Regions from separate parts of the Mus musculus genome. Here region 2 is linked to region 1. The links are chromatin contacts, called in public promoter capture Hi-C maps. All regions are on one chromosome and are shown on one strand. Each heading gives the region's core, a stretch centred on a gene start, on an enhancer-like site or on the middle of the called end of the contact. The rest is flanking DNA. Distances are from core to core; before and after follow the strand shown. Region 1 overlaps Rfc1 (replication factor C (activator 1) 1). Region 2 overlaps Ube2k (ubiquitin-conjugating enzyme E2K).

What was found. Capture Hi-C pulls out chosen DNA fragments and counts their contacts.
Region 2: a contact with region 1 is called in a promoter capture Hi-C map of adipose tissue. The contact joins two enhancer-like sites. A contact is called at or near these places in 2 of 9 other capture datasets (adipose tissue and pancreatic islet).

The regions. Positions count from the first base shown.
Region 1 is chr5:65,272,222-65,279,149 of GRCm38.p6, forward strand. Rfc1 (replication factor C (activator 1) 1) reads right to left here. Exons shown (of 25, transcript NM_001347357.1): 14 at 6,490-6,602; 15 at 5,136-5,250; 16 at 3,469-3,560; 17 at 3,161-3,298; 18 at 2,154-2,249; 19 at 1,730-1,828; 20 at 157-311; 21 at 1-37. Among named protein-coding and RNA genes, the nearest start is that of Rfc1, 60 kb to the right of the region's middle. Within about 2 kb of position 1,935, at least 13 of the 459 cell types and tissues checked have an H3K27ac peak or open chromatin away from gene starts, as enhancers often do. A contact at or near this core is called in adipose tissue, where this site is marked.
Region 2 is chr5:65,570,096-65,577,599 of GRCm38.p6, forward strand. Ube2k (ubiquitin-conjugating enzyme E2K) reads left to right here. Exons shown (of 7, transcript NM_016786.4): 3 at 1,437-1,495. Among named protein-coding and RNA genes, the nearest start is that of Gm40309, 32 kb to the left of the region's middle. Within about 2 kb of position 5,941, at least 9 of the 459 cell types and tissues checked have an H3K27ac peak or open chromatin away from gene starts, as enhancers often do. A contact at or near this core is called in adipose tissue, where this site is marked.

The DNA.
Region 1 (6,928 bases), core at 685-3,184:
CCGGCTTAAAAGCATCAAGTGCTTTTTCATGTCACCTCTGCAGAGAAGAGCCAGTCTAGTTACACTACTATCCACTCCCAGCCACGCTTGCACAAGGCTCTGGTCTCTGTGGTGTAGAGAACCCCGATCCTGCCCCTTGCTGCCCTCAGTGCTCACCCTGCAGCCACAGGCTTTACATGCAGGTAGTTCTCCTGGACAAAGAGGGGTGCTATGGAATAGTCATGGAAGAAGAGATCTGACTTGTCCATCAGTGACATGTGTGCAGTCTCCTCTCCAGCTGCAAACACTTTCCGAGTGACATCAAATGGGCCCTGCCAACAAGGGGCAGAAAATGACTGAATGACCAAAACCTAATACTGGTGAAGATGACGCTGGAGCAATAGGCACCTTCACTGCCTGCTGAGGAGAATTATATGATACTTTAGGGGTTCCAAATGACCTAAAATTATGTTTACACAAAATCCTACACATAGTGTTCTAGCACTTTCATCCCAACTGTGGAATCTAGAAGTACTAAGATACTTCTTCCAGTAACCGAATGATAAATAAACTGATATATCTCAGGCCTTGGACTCAACAATTTTAATAAAAATATCAGCCATGAATGTTGGGACACACCAGTAATCCTAGCACTTAGAGATGAGGTTCAAAGCCTGCCTCAGCTACATACTGAGCTTCAGGCCAGCTCAAGTGAGTTACCAGCAATGCAATCTCAAAAGACCATACAAACAAAAAGAACAGTTCATTAAAGGACATGACGGAGCCTTGAATGTACACACTCTACTGTGGGAAAGAAGTCAATCTCCAAAGGCTGCACACTGTATGATTCCCACTACATGGCACTCAGGCAAAACCATGGAGATGGAAGACTGGTGGTTATAGAAGGAGGGGGACTGGAGAGATGACTCAGCAGTTAAGAGCACTGACTGCTGCTCTTCCAGAGGTCCTGAGTTCAATTCCCAGCAACCACATGGTGGCTCACAACCATCTGTAATGGGATCTGATGCCCTCTTCTGGTGTGTCTAAAGACAGCTGCAGTGTACTCATATACATAAAAATAAATAAACCTTTTTTTAAAAAAAGAGGAAGGAATTAAGGATGCCGAGTCTGAGCCCAGGGAAACTACTGTAGTTCTGCAGTGGTAGAACACACCACTGCCCGCCTGTGAGAAAACACAGAGTGTGCAATGTCAAGAATGAGCCCTAGTGAAGTTACTGACTGAGACTCTGGTGCAGGATGCTAAATGAAGTGTACGCTGGAGTGGCTTGCATGGGAAACCTCTGTGCCTTCTACTACATTTTGCTGCAAACTTAAAACTACTTCAAAATCTAAAGTATATCATTTCTTTTTTTAAAAAAGCTAACTATCTATAATTTTGGATAGTAAAGCAGAGCAGAGACAAGAGATAGAGACCTCTAGCTTTGGAAGTTAAACTAACGCACTTGAAACATAGAATTCCCAATAGTACAACCACGGAGGCCACAAATGCATGCAGAAGGTCCAATGGAAAAATCGCTCTCAGTGAGGAAGCATGGGGCTCATTTAAAATATCCCTTTTCATCAGTCTATAAAGATGGCCATGCTAGAAAAAAAGCTCACTGTCTACAGGTCTGACAAGTCTGTGAGCTCTAGAAGTACACCAAGAGATAATTATGTCTACAAAGCTAATATAAGCAGGACAAGAAACACCAACTTCATAACATAACTAAAAAATGGAAACTCATTTTACCAGTCTGATATCCTTCTTAGCCCTCTGAGAATCAGCCTTGGCTTGGTCATAGGTCAGGGCCTTACTTTGTGCACACCACATACTGAGATTGTGTAAAACCTAGAAAAAACACAAAGACGACAATGCCAGGATGAGAAATGGCTGCTCTTTTCCTATCCTGTGCAAGTTTCGAGAGTGGGCAGCTAAAGTACTGACAACTGCCAAGAGCTAGAAGCTGGCTCAGCTGCTCTCCCAACACCCACAAAGCAGCTCGCAGCCATCTGTAACTCCAGTTCCAGGGAGTCTGATGCCCTCTTTTGGCCTCTGCCAATCTAGACACACAAGTGGTAAGTCACATAAATACAGGCAAAATATCCACACACATAAAATAATAAAATTAAATTTAGAAAAGTAACAACTTCCCCAAAATAAATATCTAACTCACCTGTCTGACATCTTGATTAGCTCCCAAAATTATTTCATTCATAGCTGGAGGGGGGATTTTTAAACCCTCTTTAAATGCAATAGACAGCATTGCACTCTGAAATTAACAAACAAGAAAATTGTCATTGACATTTTTTTAACACATAGCATCTGCAATTCTATGGATATTTATGAGATTCTTTTAAAACTGACCCTTGAGTTGGGTTGCTTAAGCCTTTAATCCTAGCATTCAGGAGGCAGAGGCAGACAGATCTCTATTGAGTTCCAGGCCAGCCTGGTCTACAGAGAGAGCTACAGGACAGCCAGGGCTACACAGAAGCCCTGTTTTGAAAAAAAAAATTGACCCTTGAGTTTTCAGTTATCAATCATCATATCTTAGGTAAAACTCACTGGTTACCGCACTGACACTGCCTAAAGTTAAAAATCAACCTTTATATAAATATAATAATGTCATTTTAAAAATATTCTGGGCTAGTGTGCAGGCTAGTTTTACATCAACCTCACAGAAACTATCTGAGAAGAGGAAAAACTGACTGACAAAAACCTCCCTAAGATCAGGCTGTAGGCAAGCCGGAAGGGCATTTTCTTAATTAGTGACTAATGGGAAAGGGTACAGTCTATGATAGGTGGGGCCAGCCCTGGGCTGGTGGCCTGAGTTCTATAAGAAAGCAGGCTGGGCAAGCCATTCAGCAGCATCTACCATGAATCAGCTCCTGCCTCTCTCAACTCCTGACTTCCTGGCAAATAACCTTTGCCCTTCAAGTTGTCTTGTCAGTATTTCATCATAGTGACAGGAACCCTGAGACAGCAAGATGGGTACAGGCATTTCCCATCATGCCTGGTGCCTGCGACTGATCCTAGAACCCCCATAAGTGAACTGACACCCAGAAATGCCCTGTTACCTCCACATGTACACCCTACTGCATTGCATGAGCGTGCACGTGTATGCCTGTGAACACACATACTCCCAAAATTTTTTTAAATTCTTTGTAATTATAATCATCATACCTTAATCTGTTCAACTCGAGGTCTTTGGAAACGAAGATCAAAACAATAATGAACCAATGAGCGAATTTTGGGGTGGTTTCTATCATTGCACATACAAATGATGGGAATTTTAGTATGCTTTATCAGGCCTATTAGCTCCTAAAAGACAAATTTAGAATATGAGGATAATTATTTTTATAAAATAACAGATATTCAATATATTTTAGTATTTTTTAAAAGCTCTCAACTGCTACAATTATCCATGCACATAACGGTTATTTTCTTAATTAAAGCCCACAGTAAAACAGAAGCCACAGTGCTTGTGTTACCTGAATTCCACCCCTGTCTTCATTGCCTGCCATGCCATCGACCTCATCCATGATGAGGGCGTGCCTCGCACTCACGGAAGGAGCCGCTCCACCTGACCAGGGGAAAGAACACAGAACACAGTAAGAGTCAACACACATTTAAACTCCAACAGCTCCAAGAGTGAAGCCATGAAAGCAAACTCTCTTCCCAGCAGTTCACTAAAGTCCATGTAGAGATAGCCAATACATACTTAAAACCTGTGTGCATAAAAATATGTACCTTGTGGGCTTTCACTTAATACATCTTGGTTATTGATCTGTTTCCATCCATCCATCCACCCATCCATCAGTAACACTTCTCTTCTTTTTAAGATTTATTATATGTAGTGGGTATTTTGTCTGCACACCAGAAGAGGTAATGTCCATCCCCAAAACACTTCTTTTTAATGTAATTTAATATTCTCCTTTAAAATGCATAGTAATGTAGTTTATTGATAAGATATTAAGATGCTCAAGCTTTTATATCATACTAATATGTAAATATCCTCATATGTGTGCATGTGTCTACATGTGAGAGTACATTTGGCTGTATGATGAGAGCATGTGGTGTGTGTTTAAGTGTGTGAGCATGTATGTCTGTGTGTGTGTATACTTGTCTGTGTGTGCATGTGTATGTGTGTGTATGTCTATGTGTGCGTGTGTATGTGTGTCTGTGTGTGCATGTATCATTCTACACATATTAAAATATAATGACAGTTAAATTCCAAGAATTGACATAGATTAGAAATTATGTATGATTTAGACTTGAGGAAAAATGCCAGACTGCTAGTGAGTTGTATTAATTAATACTTCCAAGAGCCATGTACAGCAAGCTATATGGAAAGACTGCCCATTAGTACAGTATCTGCCTTGCAAACATAAGAACCTGGGTTCAAACCCTAGAACACACATAAAAAATCTTGGGTGTGGTGAGGTGCACACGTCTCACATCCACACACACCCACATACATATACCAAGAGACAGAAAAAGTGGGGGGATGGGAGAGGGAGGGAGGGAGAGGGAAGAAAGAGAAGGAGGGAAGGAGGAGAGAAAGAAAGAAGGGGGGAGGACTCTTCTGAGCAATTTCTTTCAAAAACTAACTTCTAACATAAAAGTACCGCAGTTCTATGGCACTCTCCACAGGCATGTGGATCCTTACCTGATACATCTTCATTTCCCCATGAACTCAGCCTTTTGGGACCACTAGTTACAACACAACCTTCCACAGTGATCACACCTTCTTGCTATAAATGGGCCCTTTCATTCTTCAAGGCTCTCTGAATCAAGTCATCCTTTTACTGCAGAGTACACAATCAGCTCCCCCCCCCCCCCACACACACACACACACAGGCTTTCGGCCTCAGTGAACGGTGCACTTCACTCTCCCCGTTCTCCTTTACAAGACTCACCTGGAACTGTCCAACATCACACACAAAATGAAAACTGTATATGCACACATTTCTATCCCAGTCTCAAAAACCTCTGAGATCACAGAGCAGAACTAATGCCCCAGAAGAGTTATGCCAAAGGCCTTTCCTATCTTGATGCCTCAGGATACTTACCACACAGGAGTGCTCATTACAGAACACTGAAGTGACTTGTTTTTCTTAAACCACATCTATAGCCACAGTTCAAAAAGGGCACATACTTGTATAAAAGCCTTTGATGCTGGTGTTGTTCAAGGATTCAGCAACAACTGCTTTCAAACTGTTCTTACTCCGAGTATCACTTGCATTTAGTTCCACATAACTGTAGCCCAATTCCTAGTCAAAATATTAAAAATCATTATTATAACAGTGCAAATGATCCTGGGCAGCAGCTGATTAAGGAACACAGAGGTTCCAAAAGTCACATTAAACATGAGTAAAAAATTAAGTATGATACCAAAAGGCCACAAATCTAATTCCCCACAGCATTAGAGATTCTTAAAACAACACATACACAGAGGAGTTTGGTTTTAAAACCACAGCTGGTAAGCTATGTATGGTGGCTCATGCCAGGGTATCAGACCACCTGCCTGTATCATAGTGGGTGTATTCAAATAACCCTTACTTAATAATGGCTGTCTTAGTTAGGGTTTCTATTGCTTTGATGAAACACCATGACTGAAAAGCAAGTTGGGGAGGAACGGGTTTATTTGGCTTACACTTCCATATCACTGTGGATCACTGAAGGAAGTCAGGACAGGGACACATACAGAGCAGAATCCTGGATTCAGGAGCTGATCCAGAGGCCATAGAGGGTCTGCTGTCTGTCCTGCTAAGCCTTTCTTATAGAACCCAGGACCATCAGCCCAGGGATGGCCCAACCCACAATGGGCTGGGCCCTCCCCCACTGATCACTAATTGAGAAAACGCCTTACAGCTGGATTTCACAGAGGTATTTCCTTACCTGAGGCTCCTTCCTTCTAAGGTCTGGCTTATGTCAAGTTTACACAAAACCAGCCAGTACCGTGGCCCTAGACAGTAAGAGGGGGAGGCAAGGAGGGTGCCAGGACACAGGAGGCAGACTAACTATATGAAGTGGCACTGCTGCAGGGCACGGTGCACAGGGCTCTGTACCACCTGCAGCCACGGCATCTCCTGAGCGCCTAGTAACACATCCTCCACCTATAAGGGAAAATGGATGTTTTTATAATAGCCAATTCAATAACAGGTTTAAGGTGGGGTTTGTTTTTTTTTTCTTTAATTTTCTTTAGATTTTTTTTAAAAAGACTTGTGTCCTGGAACTTACTATGTAGACTAGGCTGGCCTTGAATTAACCTCGAGATTCACCTGCTTCCTCAATGCTGGGATTATAGGCATGCACTACCACACCCAGCCAGAATAATAGCATTAAAAAAAAAAAAAAAAAGAAGTGACAAACACCACTAAAGCCAAAGAAAATTCTAAAGTTTGACTTTAGAAAAATATACACTGTAGATTAACACAGACACACACACACGCACACACACACACACACACACACACGAGCTGATCACTGCACTATGACAGGGCACCCACCTGACACACAAGAGAAGCTGTAGTGGTTTTGCCAACACCTGGAGGGCCAGACAGCAGAGCTGCCTTGAAACTGGAGCCATCATCTTTGCTGGCAAGTTTGCCAAACTTTGCTGCTAGGGAAGAGAAGTTCCAGAGCATTAACATGCACCATATTTCAGACACTCCAGATCAGAAGGAACCATTTATGAACTGCCCGAGAGCTTTGCAAAGCAGAGAGGAGAGTGCAGACCAAAAGCAAATGGCAATGTAATGAGGCTGTAGGTCACTGTGCCAGTGCTTACCTCAGCTTCTTCCAGTTTCCTTAAGGGCCCTGGGCATTCTCTCTCTCACAGGCCTTCAGACACTGGCACTGGTTGTTCCTCCAGCCCAATACCACACCCATCTCCCTTAGCCCAGCTGTCTGCTACCTGGACTCCAAGGTCGCTCCAGGGCTGAGCGC
Region 2 (7,504 bases), core at 4,691-7,190, 300 kb after region 1:
GGGAGGGGAGGTAGTTGTTGTTGAAAGAGCCTAGGTGAAATGTTCTTTTTTTTATTTATTTTTTTGAGATCCAAATGCATACCTTCACAACAGAGGGGTATGGTAAATTTGGAAGGGCCCCTGATATACTGACAATGTTCGATGATGTTCAATGATGGTAGTGTCACTAGCACATTTCTTCTATGTCTCTTCACACATGCGTATGAAAAAAATGATATAATGAACCCTTTAATGAATGAAATGAGACCTCTAGCTTAAATAACTCAGTCAATAATGTGACAAGTTGCTTTTCATCTAGTTTATTTTTTGATTAGTAGAAAAAGTCCTTAGTTTCTTGTGTATTTCAGTAGCACAATTTTATTTCTTATCTTTTAGTAGTGAATTTTCATGTTAATGGGTCATGAAATCTAGAACTGCAAGGTTTATTAGAGGTAGAATTTGGGGATGGAAAGTGGAGAGGTGTGTTTGAGACTCGATGGCTTTGACCCCTGTAGCTAGCTCAGCAGGGTTTTCAATCAGATCTTGTAGCCCCTTATACCATGTTCTAGCTTGGTAGGGATGTGCTATTGCAAGCCTTTCTCCTTCAGAGTAGGATCATGGAGTTACAGCTGACTTTGATTTCTGCAGTTTTCAGACCTTCCCTTCCCAAATGCCTGTTTAATTTCTGGGTTGTTCTCTGCCCCCACCCCCCAATTTTCTGAGATTCAAAGTCATACATTTGAAACAGTCGCTAAAGATAGATTTGAAAGGACCTTGAAACAGTGGAGAAAAGATTTGAAAGGAGCCCAGGTAATACTTACAACATAATTTCATATCCAGACAGATTATTACCTTCTGTTTATTTCTAGTTATTACTCCCCCCCTTCCCCCCCAGAGCTGAGGACTGAACCCAGGGCCTTGGGCTCTACCACTGATCTAAATCTCCAACCCCTAGTTAGTCCTTTGTAAAGTCTTGGAAGATGATAGTATTGTGTCTTGCCCTGTTTCTTATTTTATTCTTTCACTTTATTTTTGTTTGTTTGTTTGTTTTTCCCGAGACAGGGTTTCTCTGTGTAGCCCTGGCTGTCCTGGAACTCACTTTGTAGACCAGGCTGGCCTTGAATTGAGAAATCCACTTGCCTCTGCCCCCCGAGTACTGGGATTAAAGGCGTGTACCACCACACCCGGCTATGAAATATTTAACATTGAGTTGTCTATAGAGTTAATGTATTTGCGCGTCTTTAGCTGTTACTATAAAACTAATATTGTATACAATGGAAGTTTTGTTATGCTTTAAATTTTATTATAAAAATCATGACTTTGACTATTTTGGGATTTGAATTTTCCCAGTACTCAGTGCAAAATAGTACATATTTTGGAAAAGGTTTTCAATGTGTTTGATTTTTAGATACTTGAGTTGAGTAGCATTAAATTTGTCCCCCTAACTTTTTTTTTAGGTGGAAGATATCAACTAGAGATAAAAATACCAGAAACATATCCATTTAACCCCCCTAAGGTATTGTAAACCTTTTTTTTTTTAATACATGGAATTTTTAAATATTTTGTATCTTTTTGCTCACCTAATATGAATATAATATGAATATTAATGCACTTAAATATTTACTAATGTTACAACTTTCCAAGTTAAATGTGCATCTTTTTTTCATTTTTCATTTGTATTTTATTTATTTACATTTCAAATGTTATCCCCCTTCCAAATTTTCCTTCCATAAACCCTCTTCCCTCTCTCCCTGAAATGTGAATAAATTTAAAGGACAGAATTTCAGGCACTGTTCAAAGACTTGATTCTGAAGTTAGAATGAAAAGCAGATTTACTAAAGTAACCATTGATGGCTATATATTGGAGTACAATTTGTATCTCATAATGGCACAAATATTAGCTTCTGAAAATTAGCTGTTTAGTCAGGTTTACAGAGAGGTTCTTACTTGCTTTAAATAAATACTTATTTAAATATATATTTATTTAGAAATTATTTGAGGGCCAGAAATTCGCTAGCTCATTGGTAGAGAACTTTTCTTGTATGTGCCAGGACTCAGGTTTTATTTGCATTACTACTAGAGTGGGAAAGAAAAAAAAAAAAGAAGAAAAAAATTACAATGAAAAACAGACAAAACAGAAATTAAGTACAGTGTGCTGAGAAATAGTGAGACTTACACTGTGTTTTGCTTATGCGTATGAGTACTCTGTCTTCATGAACACAGAGGAGGGGGTCACATCCCATTACTGATGTTGTGAGCCGCTGTGTGGATGGGCAGCCAGTGTGCCAACTACCAAACCGTCTCTCCAGCCCCTTCACATTTAACTTTTAGGAAGCTCACACTGTGGAAGAGGAAAAACTGTTATTCCAACTGTGATAAATATTGAGAAAGAATGATGTTATTCTAAGAGTGTATGTAACAAGAAAACATAGCCCAAACTAATTTTTGAATCAGTTTCTTTATACCTCTACAGCTATAAGCATTGCTTAGTCATTCAGTCGGATTACTTCCTTGCTTTGCCTGGCATGTGACTAGCTGTCCATCTTTGTCACTCCTGCTCATTCGTTGTGCTGTTTGATAAATGTTCTTGAAGAAATTGCTGATCATCTTTCTTTGCTAACAGTGTCAAAACTCACAACCTCTAACAACTGGATCTCCGTTTTCTCGTCTTAGTCTCTTTTATACTTTTCATACATACATGGCTTTCATTTTCCAGTTGGGATTATTTGCTGTTTGTAGATAGATGCTTACTCTTGTATTCTGTTGTTTTCACATGAATCTTTATATTATTTGAAATTCTAGTTTTCTTTTGAGCAGGTAAAATATATCTTTGTAAACTGTGCCCAACAAGTACACTTTTTCAGCTTTCACTTTAAAAATTCATAGATTTTTTTTAGTCCTTCCTCCCTCCCTCCCTCCCTCCCTCCCTCCCTCCCTCCCTCCCTCCTTCCTTCCTTCCTTCCCTCCCTCCCTTCCTCCCACCCCTCCATCCATCCATCCATCCATCCATCCATCCATCCATCCATCCAGGATCTCACTATGTAGACCAAGCTGGCCTCAAATTCACAAGGCATCATCTGTCACTATTGAAGGAATTTTGAACCCTTCTAAGCCCATACAAAAGACACACACTCCAGATACATTAACTGTCGTCCATATGCCTAGATTGGGCAGGCATACTTATTCCCCAGCAACAAGACCCCTTGCTACTTGGGGTTCCTCCCTACCATGGGGTTCTGGTCCATTATGGCTTCTTCCTCTTATTCTTCTGTCCTCTTCTCCTCTCTCTACCTGCCCCCACCCCCCACCCCCAAGCCTTCAGGCCCACCTTTCCCTTCCACTGCCCAATCACAAGCTCTAGCCTTTTATTGACCAGTTAAAATGGGGAGAAGGGTCACATGACATCACCTGAGTATGTGATGGTTTGCTTGTTGGGGCCAACCCCTCCTGAGGACCCAGTATTAGTAACATTAGAATACAGACTGTATCAGGTCAATGCAATCTCCAAGATATCTTGACTGCCCTCCATTAAATGTTTCTAACCTCTGGAGCCGACTCTATACTTGCCCCCACCCCTTTTTTTGAGACAGGGTCTTACAGTTGACTTACTTGGAAATGCCTATATTCAATGGCTTTAAATCCCAGAATGTCTATCTGTCTCTGCCTCCCAAGTGCTTGGTTTAAAGGTATACATTAGTATACCTTGCCTATATTTTTTGTTCTTAAAGTGTGGGTGTGGGTGTGGGTGTGGTGTACATGTGCAGTACAACATTTGGTCTGTGCTGGGAATTGTATTCAGGGCCCCTGCATTCTATGCAAGTGCTCTAGAGCACATCTGCAGTCCCTTTAGCCTTTTTTAGATGTATTATTGAGCAGTATTAAATATATTGACATTTTGTCTAAGTATAACATCTACTCCAGAATTTTCCTCTTCTTAAATGAAATATATGCTCATTAAACAGTAATTCTGTAATTACTTTTAGCTTTTAAAAAAAATCACTTTATTTGGGCATGGTGGCACATATTTTTGTTTGTTTGTTTGTTTTTGGGGGGGGTGTTTTCTGTTTTTCGAGACAGGGTTTTTCTGTATAGCCCTGGCTGTCCTGGAACTCATTTTGTAGACCAGGCTGGCCTCAAACTCAGAAATTCTCCTGCTTCTGCCTCTCTGCCTCTGCCGTTTCTATGTTTACTGTTTGTACATTGTGTCATTCATTGTATGTACACACTCCACCTTGCTTATATAGTCATGTGAATGGAGTTAAAAAAGTGGATTTTTGTTTATTTACTGTGTATATAAAAACACTATGTAAATGCAAGTTGCCCAGGAAACATTGATGTTTGTTAAAGGACAGACTGTGAGAGCTGTTTCTATTTTTACTACTCAGGGCCCAGGGGTCAAATTCAAGTTGTAGGACTTAGTTTGGTAATAAGTTTGGTTTGTCTTCTGTCTTTCTGGTCAGTCCATGCATGTTGCAGTATATTTGATCACACTGTGAGCCCGGAGATTGCGGTGTTTACTTGAAAAAACCTGTTTGTAGTGGTGATGTGCCTCAGCCCTTCACATACCTTTAATCCCTCTGGCTGGAATACAGACATGCCCTTAGTTCACACCTTTAATCCCAAACAATGAAGGTAAAGTTTGTAGAAGGAAGCAGTCACGTTTGAAAGTGATGTTTAGTTGAGTGGCAGACAAAGTGACAAATCAGAAAGATTTGACAGAATAGGATCTACCCAACTCTCAAGAGAAGAGAGAGGAACAGGAAGCTACTTAAGAGACCAGTGCAGAAGGAGAAAAGGAGAGGAGGCAGATTTCCTGGGAGACAAGTTTGAGAGAGAATACGCTATACACAGTGAAGACAAGAAGGAGCTAGAGAATGAGAAGGAGCCAGAAGATCAGAACAGATTGTCAGTTAGTTTGAGGCCAAGCAGAGCAAAAAGTCAGGCTGAGAGAGAAGCCAGATTGAATCAATCAGCTTGGAGAGAAGAAGCCAGATTGAATCAATCAGCTTGGAGAGAAGAGTTTGAGTTGAGCCAGAACAGCTGAGTTGAGTCAGCCAGCCAGAAATCAGAAAGAACAAGAAAAGGTGAGCTTACTCAGCAGTAAGTTTCCGAGGCTGAAAACACTCTAGGTCTCAGTAAGATGATAGGGAGAACTGGGGGTAAGTTAGAGGCAGTAAGCAAAGAGATAATTACTTTAGGAGAATAAAAGTTACTTGTGGGTTTCTTTTTGTTTTGAGACAGTGTCATACTATATAGCCTTGACTGACCTGGAAATCATAAAGATCTGGCTGCCTTTCTTGAATGCTTGGAATAAAGGTGTTAGCCAGTATGCCTCATTGGTTTTTGTTTTGGGGAAGGGCTTTCCCTATGTTACCTATTCTGATCTTGAAATCCTAGACTCAAGTAATACTTCTTCTACTTCAGCCGCTGGATTAGTTCATAAGGTGTTTTTTCCCCCTAAACAGAAAAGGAAGGAAGAAATGAGCTTTATAGACACTGCATTTTCAGTATTAATATAATGATAATCATAACTGATAATAGTTTGTGGTAAGAAAATCCCCCCCCCCTTCCTATAACAACTTTACCTCTAATAGGTTGAGGTTAACTAGTATCCAGATTTGTTAGTCTGTATGTTAGGTTATTGGACTAACTATCCTATGATCTTGCTGCAAAAGGAAAAAGAATAAAATATTACCACCCAGCCCATGTCTGTGAGTGAGTGAGTGTGTGTGCATGTTTGTGTGTTTGTGCAGTGTGCAGCAGTCGGGTTTACCACTGGCCCATGTCCTCAGCCCTTTGCTTTCCTTTTCCTTTTGATTTTTTGTTCAGGTTGAACAGGGGCCCTTGTGCTGTTCTCCAGGATTTCTTCTTGAAATAATAAAAATAATTTGATACTCGTTGGCTAGGGATATAGCTATTTGAATCCCCAGTTGGTATGAGCAACTCAGGACAAGACTAGCCAATATAGCTGTTTGAGCACTTGCCAAGCACGTATAAGGTTCTGTGTTTGACTGCTAATGCTACTACCAAACAAAACTGTGGTTGCATAACAATACTATTTGAAAGCTTGCCTCTGTTCCCATTTTTGTGCAGTCTTTTTCATGTAACTTAGGGTCTTACAAATGGCAAGCAAGCAAGGTCTTATTGAATCCATTTGTACACATTACTACTATGAATTAAGATGTTTTGCCTTTATGGTCAATAAGTTTACAAAGGCATTGCATGGCCATGCCCTTTTCATCACAAAAGAGCATTCCAAACCTATCATTTATACTGTGGCCAGTCACAAATTACAAGTGTCAAAAGGAAATTTTTAGAAAATTTCTAATTTAAAAATTTAACTTCTTATAACACATTATTATAACTGTTCTATTTTGTTATTAATGCATATATATTTAACTTTAATATAAGTATGTAATAAACAAATTATAGTATAAAGTGGGTAGAGAGATGGTTCAGTGGTTTGAGATCACTTGTTGTTGCAGAGGATCAATTTTTGCTCTGTCGATGGGGCTGCCCTTAACCTGGAGATTCACCTGCTGCTCCCTCCTGAGTCAGCTCATCTTTTTTTTTTTTCCCTTAAAGAAAAAAGTAGTATGGTGTTGAGGACTGTGAGATTTTCAGGTCCATAGGGCTACAGGAGTAAGCAGAGGCCTATGTAGCAAAAGTTTCAGAAAACATTTATTTCTTTGATTTGTCTTTAAATCGAGATAGGATTTATTATCTAAATAAATTGTTCTATCTTAGATCATTGTTGTTCTATCTTAAATTATTGACTAGAAATGCAAAAAAATAATCTTTGGATCAAAAAATAATAGAATTGAGATCTCCAGTGCCTTTCCTAGAGTCAGTTGTACTGTGATAGCTATTAATAAGAGTTCCTTAATCAAACTCTCTCAGTGATTTCTTTTGTTACATATTGAAACCTAGGTTCCTTTTTTTCTGTGGTGTTAAGACATACTTTTTTGTTGTTGTTTTGGTTTTGTTTTTGTTTTTTTTGAGACAGGTTTTCTTTGTGTAGACTTAGTTGTCCTGGAGCTAGCTCTATCAACCAATCTGACCTTGAACTCACAGAGTTCCCCTGTTTTTGCCTCCAGAGTGCTGGGATTAAAGGCATGTACCACCACCACCTGGCAAAAATATACTTTTAATATATGAAATAAGTAGTGATTACTTTAAAAACATTTTATTTTATGTGTATGGGTGTTGCCCTTAGAAGTCAGAAGAGAGACTTGTATCCCCTGGAACTGGAGTTAGAAATAGTTGTAAGGGGCTGGGCAGGTGAATCTGTGCTTAAAAACACTGGCTGCTCCTCTAACAAATCTGGTTCTGAGATCCAGCACCCACAGGGTGCCTTAAAGACCTCTGCAGTCCTAATTCAGGGCATCCAGTGCCTTCATTTGGTCTTCCTGGATACCAGTGATACACAGTGTCCAGAGATCCATGCATGCAAACCATCTTGATACATTAAATTAAAACTTAAAGATCCAAGCCTTTGGGGACTTTCTTTAAATGAAGTTCATTT